Linked DNA regions of Pan troglodytes: region 1 is linked to region 2. The links are chromatin contacts, called in public HiChIP or PLAC-seq maps. All regions are on one chromosome and are shown on one strand. The core of a region is the stretch at or near the end of the contact, and the rest is flanking DNA. Distances in the headings are between cores, read along the strand shown.

What was found. HiChIP or PLAC-seq counts read pairs in DNA pulled down with a chosen protein or histone mark.
Region 1: an H3K4me3 HiChIP or PLAC-seq map of stem cell-derived excitatory neurons shows a contact between it and region 2, with 3 times the contacts expected there. The contact joins the promoter of DAPK3 here to the promoter of APBA3 in region 2. A contact is called at or near these places in 1 of 7 Hi-C or Micro-C datasets (stem cell-derived neural progenitor cells) and 1 of 1 datasets of contacts at active chromatin or transcription factors (stem cell-derived excitatory neurons).

The regions. Positions count from the first base shown.
Region 1 is chr20:6,314,732-6,319,021 of NHGRI_mPanTro3-v2.0_pri, forward strand. DAPK3 (death associated protein kinase 3) reads right to left here and starts at 3,001. Exons shown (of 9, transcript NM_001246574.1): 1 at 2,851-3,001; 2 at 1,502-1,657. The coding sequence starts at 1,563.
Region 2 is chr20:6,104,121-6,108,045 of NHGRI_mPanTro3-v2.0_pri, forward strand. APBA3 (amyloid beta precursor protein binding family A member 3) reads right to left here and starts at 2,022. Exons shown (of 12, transcript XM_009434369.5): 1 at 1,669-2,022; 2 at 1,265-1,322; 3 at 652-970. MRPL54 (mitochondrial ribosomal protein L54) reads left to right here and starts at 870. Exons shown (of 4, transcript XM_063800463.1): 1 at 870-982; 2 at 1,509-1,929. The coding sequence starts at 1,677.

The DNA.
Region 1 (4,290 bases), core at 1,751-4,250, 210 kb after region 2:
TCCGTCTCAAAAAAAAAGTGTGGGCTGGGGCCAGGCACAGTGGCTCACACCTGTAATCCCAGCACTTTGGGAGGCAGAGGCAGGCAGATCATTTGAGGTCAGGAGTTCACATCCAGCCTGGCCAACATGGTGAAATCCTGTCTCTACTAAAAATACAAAAATTAGCCAGGGGTGGTGGCGGGCTCCTGTAATCCCAGCTACTCGGGAGGCTAGGCTGGAGGCCGAGGCTGCAGTGAGTCGAGATCGCATCACTGCACTCCAGCCTGGGTGACAGAATGAGATAGTGTCAAGGGAAAAAAAAAAGGCTGTTATTCTGGTAAACGTTCTAGCAACTACCCCAGTCTTAAGTCATTCCATCCATGTATGTACAGTTTTCCAATGAATTAATTCCTAGAGGTGAAATCGGCGAGTTAAAAGAAATAGACATAATCAATTTGGCTGAATTTTGCTGACTTTTGCCAAACGACCCCTAGCAGGAGGGGTCAACACTGAAGCATGAGAAGGGGGAGGAGGGAGCATGCCTTCTCTGCCACTAACGAGGAAATGCCTGAAGGAGGGACCTCAGGATCCCAAAAGAGCCTGCAGCACTCTCCCTAGCCTGACACAGAGCTCACTTATTTACATTCCCTTCTGGTGACATCACGGGGCGGCTCCAGGGAGGCTGGCCAGTAGCAAACTCACCAAATAAGGCTGGAGGCTCTACAAAAGGAGGCAGGGCCTAGTGATGCCTGGCTAGTCTGGAGGGGGTGGGGCCCCAGGGGGACCCTCCAAGGCCCAGACAGGCAGGAAATCAGCTGCCTCCCTGGAAGAGGAAACCTCTGCTTTTTCCCACAAGCGTGTTAAACAATTGACCGAGGTTTGGGCCCAGCTGGGAGATACGCCCCTCCCTCCCCCCACTTTAAACATCCAAGAGCTGGGCAAAAAAACTAAAGTGCCTCCCACAAAAGAGGATTAACACAGGGAGATTTTTTTTTTTTTAAATAAATGGGGTTTCATTCTGTTGCCCAGGCTACAGTGCAGTGGCACGATCATAGCTCACTGCAGCCTCCTGCAACTCCTGGGCTCAAGCCATCCTCCCGTCTCAGCTTCCCTAGTAGCTGGGACTACAGGCATGAGCTACCACACCTGGTTAATTTTTTTTCATTTTTATTTTTTGTAGAGATGGAGTCTTGCTATGTTGCCCAGGCAGAAGACAGATCTTTTAATAACAAAAGCAGCTGGCATCTGTTGCTCTGGTGCCCCATGCCAGGCACGGTCTTGGCTGCTGTAACGGCTCAATTACTTTTCTCCCCACAGGAAACACACAGAGGATTCCCAAGCAGGAATTCACAGCCGGGGCTGTCTGACTCCACGGCCCAAATTCGTTCCCCCACCGCATGATACTGACTCATTCCTTCTCGGCATACAGGATAAAGAACAGGAAAGGAGAGGTGCTGTTCAGAAAACCCCACAGCGCCTCTCTCCTATCCCTGGAGCCCAGCCGTGCGGGCAGACAGCTCACCTGCCCAGCTCCTCCCCCATCTCATAATGGTCCTCCACGTCCTCCTGCCTGAACGTGGACATGGCGGCCGGTCCGCCTTCCAGCAGCTTCCACTCCAGGGAAAGTGCAGTCACCGCAGCCTGGAGATAGGACCTCAGGAGTCCCCTAATGGCAACCCTGGAGAAGACAGGGAAAGACAGAAGTGAGGAAATGAGACACCACCCTTTTCTCCTAGATTAATGGACAGACCTGTCCAGCAAACACAAGCCTCCCACCTCTCCACTCTGAAGCTCCAAACTCGACAAAAAGAGGTGCTGTGTTTACTGGGCTGGGTCCTGTCATGTCACCTCTTAGAGCCCCATAACCACTCAAAAGGTTGGTAACAGCCCCACTGAGCCACCTTTACCCCGCAAAACTCTCTCCAGACACATAATTCTGATTTCCCTGACGCTGCCTGCGTCTTTTTTTGCCTCTCACTCCTAGACTTCTCTCAACCTGCTCAGCCAAAATCCCCCACCATCCCTGCACGTTCTCCTCAACCTCAAATCCCAGGGCTACCTTACTCCCTGGCCAATGTCTTAACGAAGTTCTCAAGTCTACTTCTTTTGTTGTTGTTGTTGTTGTTGTTTTGAGAAGGAGTCTCGCTCTGTCGCCCTGGCTGGAGTGCAGTGGTGCAATCATGGCTCACTGCAGCCTGGAACTCCAAGGCTCAAGCGATCGTCCCAGGCCTCCCAAAGTGCTGCCATGCCGATCAAAATTCCCAAGTTACTACCTTAACCCCTGCTGGTCCTTGCCCTCGGCAGGTCTCTTAAGACCCTCATCGATGGAACACCCCCGCCCACCCCCAACCATCTCTGACTCCCTCCAATTCTGAATTTTCCAGGAACCGGACGACGCCTTCCACGCTCCTGAAAGCCCACTTTGCCTCCCTCCCCCGCTGACCTCCACTGTCCTCGCAAGATTAACCTCTTCCTCCACGCTCCATGTATCAAAGTCCCCCAACCGCCGTCTCCCCTACCCCCCAAAACGGGCCTCCAAAAAGGGCCCCATCTGAGTCTCCTCCACCGTCCTCTGCCCCTTCTCGCCCGCAATCTCCGCACAAGCCCCTAGGCAGACCCCAGTGGCTCCCTTTGCAGAACCTCCCCCCGCCCCCAAGGCCTTGCCCATCCCTAAGGCTCCGCTCCAGCATCCCTGGGGCCGCTACGCCCCTCGCACGCCCGGCCGAGCCCTTTCCCCGGCCCGGTCACCCAGATGGGTCCCCAAACCTACCAGCTCCTCAGATTCTCTCCCTCCCTCGTCCTCCGCGGGCCCCCGAAGCGCCGCCCTGGCCCCACCCAGCCCTCCAGCCTCGGCCCGAGCCCGCTCTTTACCCTCCGCAGCCCGGAGCCTACGGCCGGCGCCGCCGCGCTGGCCAACGCCGCCTCCTCCAGAAGCCCCGCGCCCCTGCCGCCGCGACGCGCCTGCGCCGACGTCACCGCGCCCGCCAGTGCCCACCCCCGGGAAACGAACCCCGCCGCCTATTGGCCGGTCCGCCCGCCGCTCGTGCCGCACCTCGACGTCCCGCCCCCAGCTGCCTTTTCGGCACCCACACCCGGATGCAGCCTCACCATTGGCTGAACACTCGCCATCCCTAATTTCATTGGCTGCAGTCGACGCTGGTCAAGCGGACGGAAAAAAGGCCGACTTCCGGTCCCTTCATCGCCCCGCCCGCCTCTCCTCTGACCCTGGTGCTGAAGCTGCGAGAAGCGAGGCTGAAGCCCTGCATCCCGCTTCCTGCCTTCCTGGAGCACCGGTTGGGCGAGTGGATGGCTCACCTGTGGCTGAGCGCGCATGGCAGCTCCTGGAGTGGACCCTGGGACTGCTTTAGTCCCTATGTGGCAGTTTCCTCCACTGAAAATTGTTACCCACATTCTAAATACTTAAAATGCAAATGAGGTCAATCTGGGGTTGTCATTCACAGGGTCCCTCTTCGTCTCAAAATAGAGGATAACAGCAAGCATTTTATTGAGACATAGTATGTGCCAACTGACAACACTGGGAGGTATCAGGTTTGTTTTTTTTTAATTTTATTTTTTGAGACAGGGTCTCACTCTGTCACCCAGGCAGGAGTGCAGCGGCGGTATCCAGCTCACTGCAACCTCCACCTCCCGGGTTCAAACGATTCTCGTGCCTCAGCCTCCCAAGTAGCTGGGATTACAGGTGCCCATCACCACGCCCGGCTAATTTTTGTATTTTTAGTAGAGACGGGGTTTCACCATGTTGCCCAGGCTGGTCTCGAACTCCTAAGCTCAGGTGATCCGGCACCTCAGCTTTCCAAAGTGCTGGGATTACAGGCGTGAGCCATTGCGCCTGGCCTAAATTCATTTATTATTTTGAGACGGAGTCTCGCTCTGTCACCCAGGCTGGAGTACACTGGCACAATCTCGGCTCACTGCAAGCTCCACCTCCCAGGTTCACGCCATTCTCCTGCCTCAGCCTCCCGAATAGCTGGGACTACAGGCGCCCGTCACCACGCCCAGCTAATTTTTTGTATTTATTAGTAGAGACAGGGTTTCACCGTGTTAGCCAGGATGGTCTCGATCTCCTGACCTCCTGATCCGCCCGCCTCGGCCTCCCAAAGTGCAGGAATTACAGGCATGAGCCACCTTGCCCAGCCTTTTTTTTTTTTTTTTTTTTGAGACAGTCTCCTTCTATCGTCCAGGCTGGAGCGCAGTGGTGAGATCTGGGCTCGCTGCAATCTCTGCCTCCTGGGTTCAAGCGATTCTCCTGCCTCAGCCTCCCGAGTAGCTGGGACTACAGGTGCACGCCAC
Region 2 (3,925 bases), core at 772-3,271:
AGTGAGGCCCTGTCGTAAAAAACAAAAAACAAAAAACAAACAAACCCGAAAAACAAAAAACTTGAGGTTTCCCGGGTGCCTATCCGGTGCTAGGCTCTAGCTGGGTACTGTTCATACAGGGCACATAATTTAATCCCCACTAACCCTAGCGAGGAAGTTAGGATTCCCATTTTACAGATGAAGAAACTGAGGCACAGAATGGGGAGGTGTGAGGCAGTGGCTTCCCGAGCCCCTGTGTCATCCCAGACCTCTCTCAACTAATGGAGTCTGTGCACTCCAGCCCTGGTTCTTCCAGGTCCTCCTCCCTCGAGACGCGGAACCCAGGCTGGAGACCCAGACCTCACACCCTGACTCTACCGACTGGTCAGAGGCAGGTCCCCAAGACCCCAGACCCAAGACCCCAGTCCCATGACCTCAACCCCCAATACCTCCATCCAGAACTTTAGACCCAGGACCCTGGACTTAATACCAGAGACCCAAGACGCCATAAGGCGGACCCCAGTCTCCAAATCTCCAATGCTACCCCAAGATCGACTCCAGACTCAGACCCCGACTTCAGGACCCAGCCCCAAGCCCAGACCCTAGTCCGCCCTCAGACCGAAGACCTCAAGCGCCGATTCAGACCGCGCTCTGCACCTCGAGGACACTCACTTCCCAAATCGAGGCCGCCTCAGCCCCGCGCAGCCTCCAGGACCCCGCTCCCCACGGACGGCCCCGACATAGCCCGGGCCGGGCCCCCAGAAGGCGCAGCTCGGGGATTCCCGGTCCCGGCGCCTGCTCCTCTATCCGCGCAGCGCCCTGGCCCACTGAGCATGCGCGGCCTCGCGAGGCCTGCTGGGAAATGTAGTTCTCCCACCCAGCCTCGCCACGCGGGGGCGCTGGGACAACTGCAGGTGTTGGAGGGGAGTTCGAATCCCAGACTTCCCGGCCCGCAGACTGCCTCGGCTGGCGCCAGGACCTGTTTGTTCTCCTGCAAAATAGGGTTAATAATCACTGCCTGGCTCTGGGGGCTGTGTTCATTATTCCAAAGGATGGCAGATGGGGAGAAGTGGGGTTGGGAAATATTAAAGAAGTGTGAGAGGTGGTTTCCTTGGGACCTTGAGGCACCGGAAGCGTCGTGGAGACCCTGTTAAAGACGGACTTCCGGTTTCGCTCACAGTAGGGAGACACATAGGTGCACCATGGATTTGGGGTCGGCCTGGGAACTTTACCTCCCTGAGAACTCAGTTTCCTCATTATAAGCTGGGGAAAAAATAGTACCTACCTCTTAATTGTGAGGATTAAATTAGATCAAGCGGGTTAAGGATTTAGCAGGAGTAGAGCTGGAAAAGAATATATAAAATATATGTTATTAATTTATATATTATATATAAAACATACTATATATGTATTATATATGTTATATATAATGTTAAAAATATAATGTTATAAAAATTAACAGTGATTAGACTCCAGCCCTACTGGAGTATATTAGACTCATTGTTAATCTTCTTTTTTTAACTTTAAAGCTTTGAATAATTACTCATTGGATGGAATCAGGAACATATAAAGTGTGATATTTTTAGTAAATGTTATGTAATTGAAGAAGGGCAAGAAGTCAATGAAATATCCCTTGAACGCCTCCTCCTATAGTAACTGTGTATGTCTACAAAAGTCTGAAGAAATCACCATAGATTATGAAAGCTTGGGAGACCGCATTTCCCAGACACCTCCACAGGGCCTACACTTCCACGGGGCCTACAACTCCCAAACACCCTTGGGCCACTGACGTCTTCCGGAAACGTGCACTTGCAAGCTGCCCGCAATACGTCATGGCGACCAAACGCCTTTTCGGGGCTACCCGGACGTGGGCCGGCTGGGGGGCCTGGGAGCTCCTAAACCCCGCCACTTCCGGAAGACTCCTGGCCCGGGATTATGCCAAGAAGCCAGGTGAGCTGGGTTAAGAGGAACCAAATGGGGACGGTGGGTGCACTGAGGAATTGACAGTGCGCAGGCGGTGGTTGGGGAGGTGGTGCTAGAACTGATGCGCAAGCGCAGAGAGGCGGATGCCAGGCTGTATGCGCAGGCGCAGTTTGAGGGACCCAGCGCCGCTTGGAGCTCGGGCGTCTGGCTCGGAGATACTGTAGCGATTGGACCCAGGGCGCAGGCGCCAGCTTGGGGCGGAGCGGCCTGGGAGGAGGATGTGGTTACGTGGAGCCCACGCGTTTCACTGCGCAGGCGCGGGTTGGAAGGGATTTGAAGGGAGTCTGGGGAGGTCGTGAACTTGGGTTCCAGTTCTGTTTCTCTGCCTGCCTCCAAATCGCTGGGTAACCTTGGCCAAGACGTTACCAAACATTCAAAGAAATTATGGAGCCCGTTTAATTGGCCACTTCAGCAAGAACAAAACAAGGTTATTAAGGTTTAGCTGGATACAGCCTTGCCTCATCTCCTTTGTTGAAAGGGGGAAATTGTCCAATGTTCGGCCTTAAAGACAGACACATAGCAGACAAAATATAACTTGAATGACTTGGTCATTCCAAGCATCGGTGTTACTTAATGCTATGTCCAAATCCCACTTAAAGTTACTTAATGCTGTGTCCAAATCCCACTTAAAGTGATTTCGAGGCCAGGCACGATGGCTCACACCTTTATTCCCGGCACTTTGGGAAGCCAAGGAGGGAGGATCGATTGCTTGAACCCAGGAGTTCGAGACCAGCCTGGGCAACATAGCAGGACCCTGTTTGTATAAAAAAAAAAAAAAAATTGCCTGGCACGGTAGCTCACGCCTGTAATCCCAGCACTTTGGGAGGCTGATGCAGGTGGATCACAAGGTCAGGAATTCCAGATCAGCCTGACCAACATGGTGAAACCCTAGCTCTACTAAAAATACAAAAATTAGTGGGGCGTGGTGGCACATGTCTGTAATCCCAGCTACTCAGGAGGCTGAGGCAGGAGAACTGCTTGAACCCAGGAGGCAGAGGTTGCAGTGAGCCGAGATCACGCCACTGCACTCCAGCCTGGGCGACACAGTGAGACTCTGTCTCAAAATAAATAAATAAATAAATAAAAATAAAAATAAGCGGGGCATGGTGGCTCACAACTGTGATCTCAGCTACTTGGGAGGCTGAGGCAGAAGGATCACTTGAGCCTGGGAGTTTGAGGCTGCAGTGAGCCATGATTGCGCCCCTGCCCTCCAGCCTGGGCTTTTATTTTTTATTTTTTTATTTTCTTCAGACGGAGTCTCGCTCTGTCGCCCAGGCTGGAGTGTGCAGTGGCGCAATCTTGGCTCACTGCAAGCTCCGCCTCCTGGGTTCACGCCATTCTCCTGCCTCAGCCTCTCAAGTAGCTGGGACCACAGGTGCCCACCACCATGCCCGGCTAATTTTTTTGTATTTTTAGTAGAGACGGAATTTCACCATGTTAGCCAGGATGGTCTCAACCTCCTGACCTCGTGATCCGCCCGCCTTGGCCTCCCAAAGAGCTGGGATTACAGGCATGAGCCACCGCGCCCGGCCGGGCTGTCTTTATTTTTTAATTTTTTAGATTTTTTATTTTTTTGAGATGGAATCTTGCTCTGTAACCTAGGCTGGAGTGCAGCGATGCGATCTCGGCTCACTGCAACCTCCGCCTCCCGGGTTCACGTGATTCTCCTGCCTCAGCCTCCCGAGTAGCTGGGATCACAGGCATACGCCACCATGCCCAGCTAATTTTTTTTTTTTTTTTGTATTTTTAGTAGAGACAAGTTTTCACCATGTTGGCCAGGCTGGTCTTAAACTCACCTGACCTCAGGTGATCTGCCCACCTCGGCCTCCCAGAGTGCTGGGATTACAGGCATGAGCCACTATGCCTGGCTGAGACCCTGTCTTTAAAAAAAAGTTTTGAGTGGCCGGGCATGGTGGCTCACGCCTGTAATCCCAACACTTTGGGAGGCCAAGGTGGGCAGATC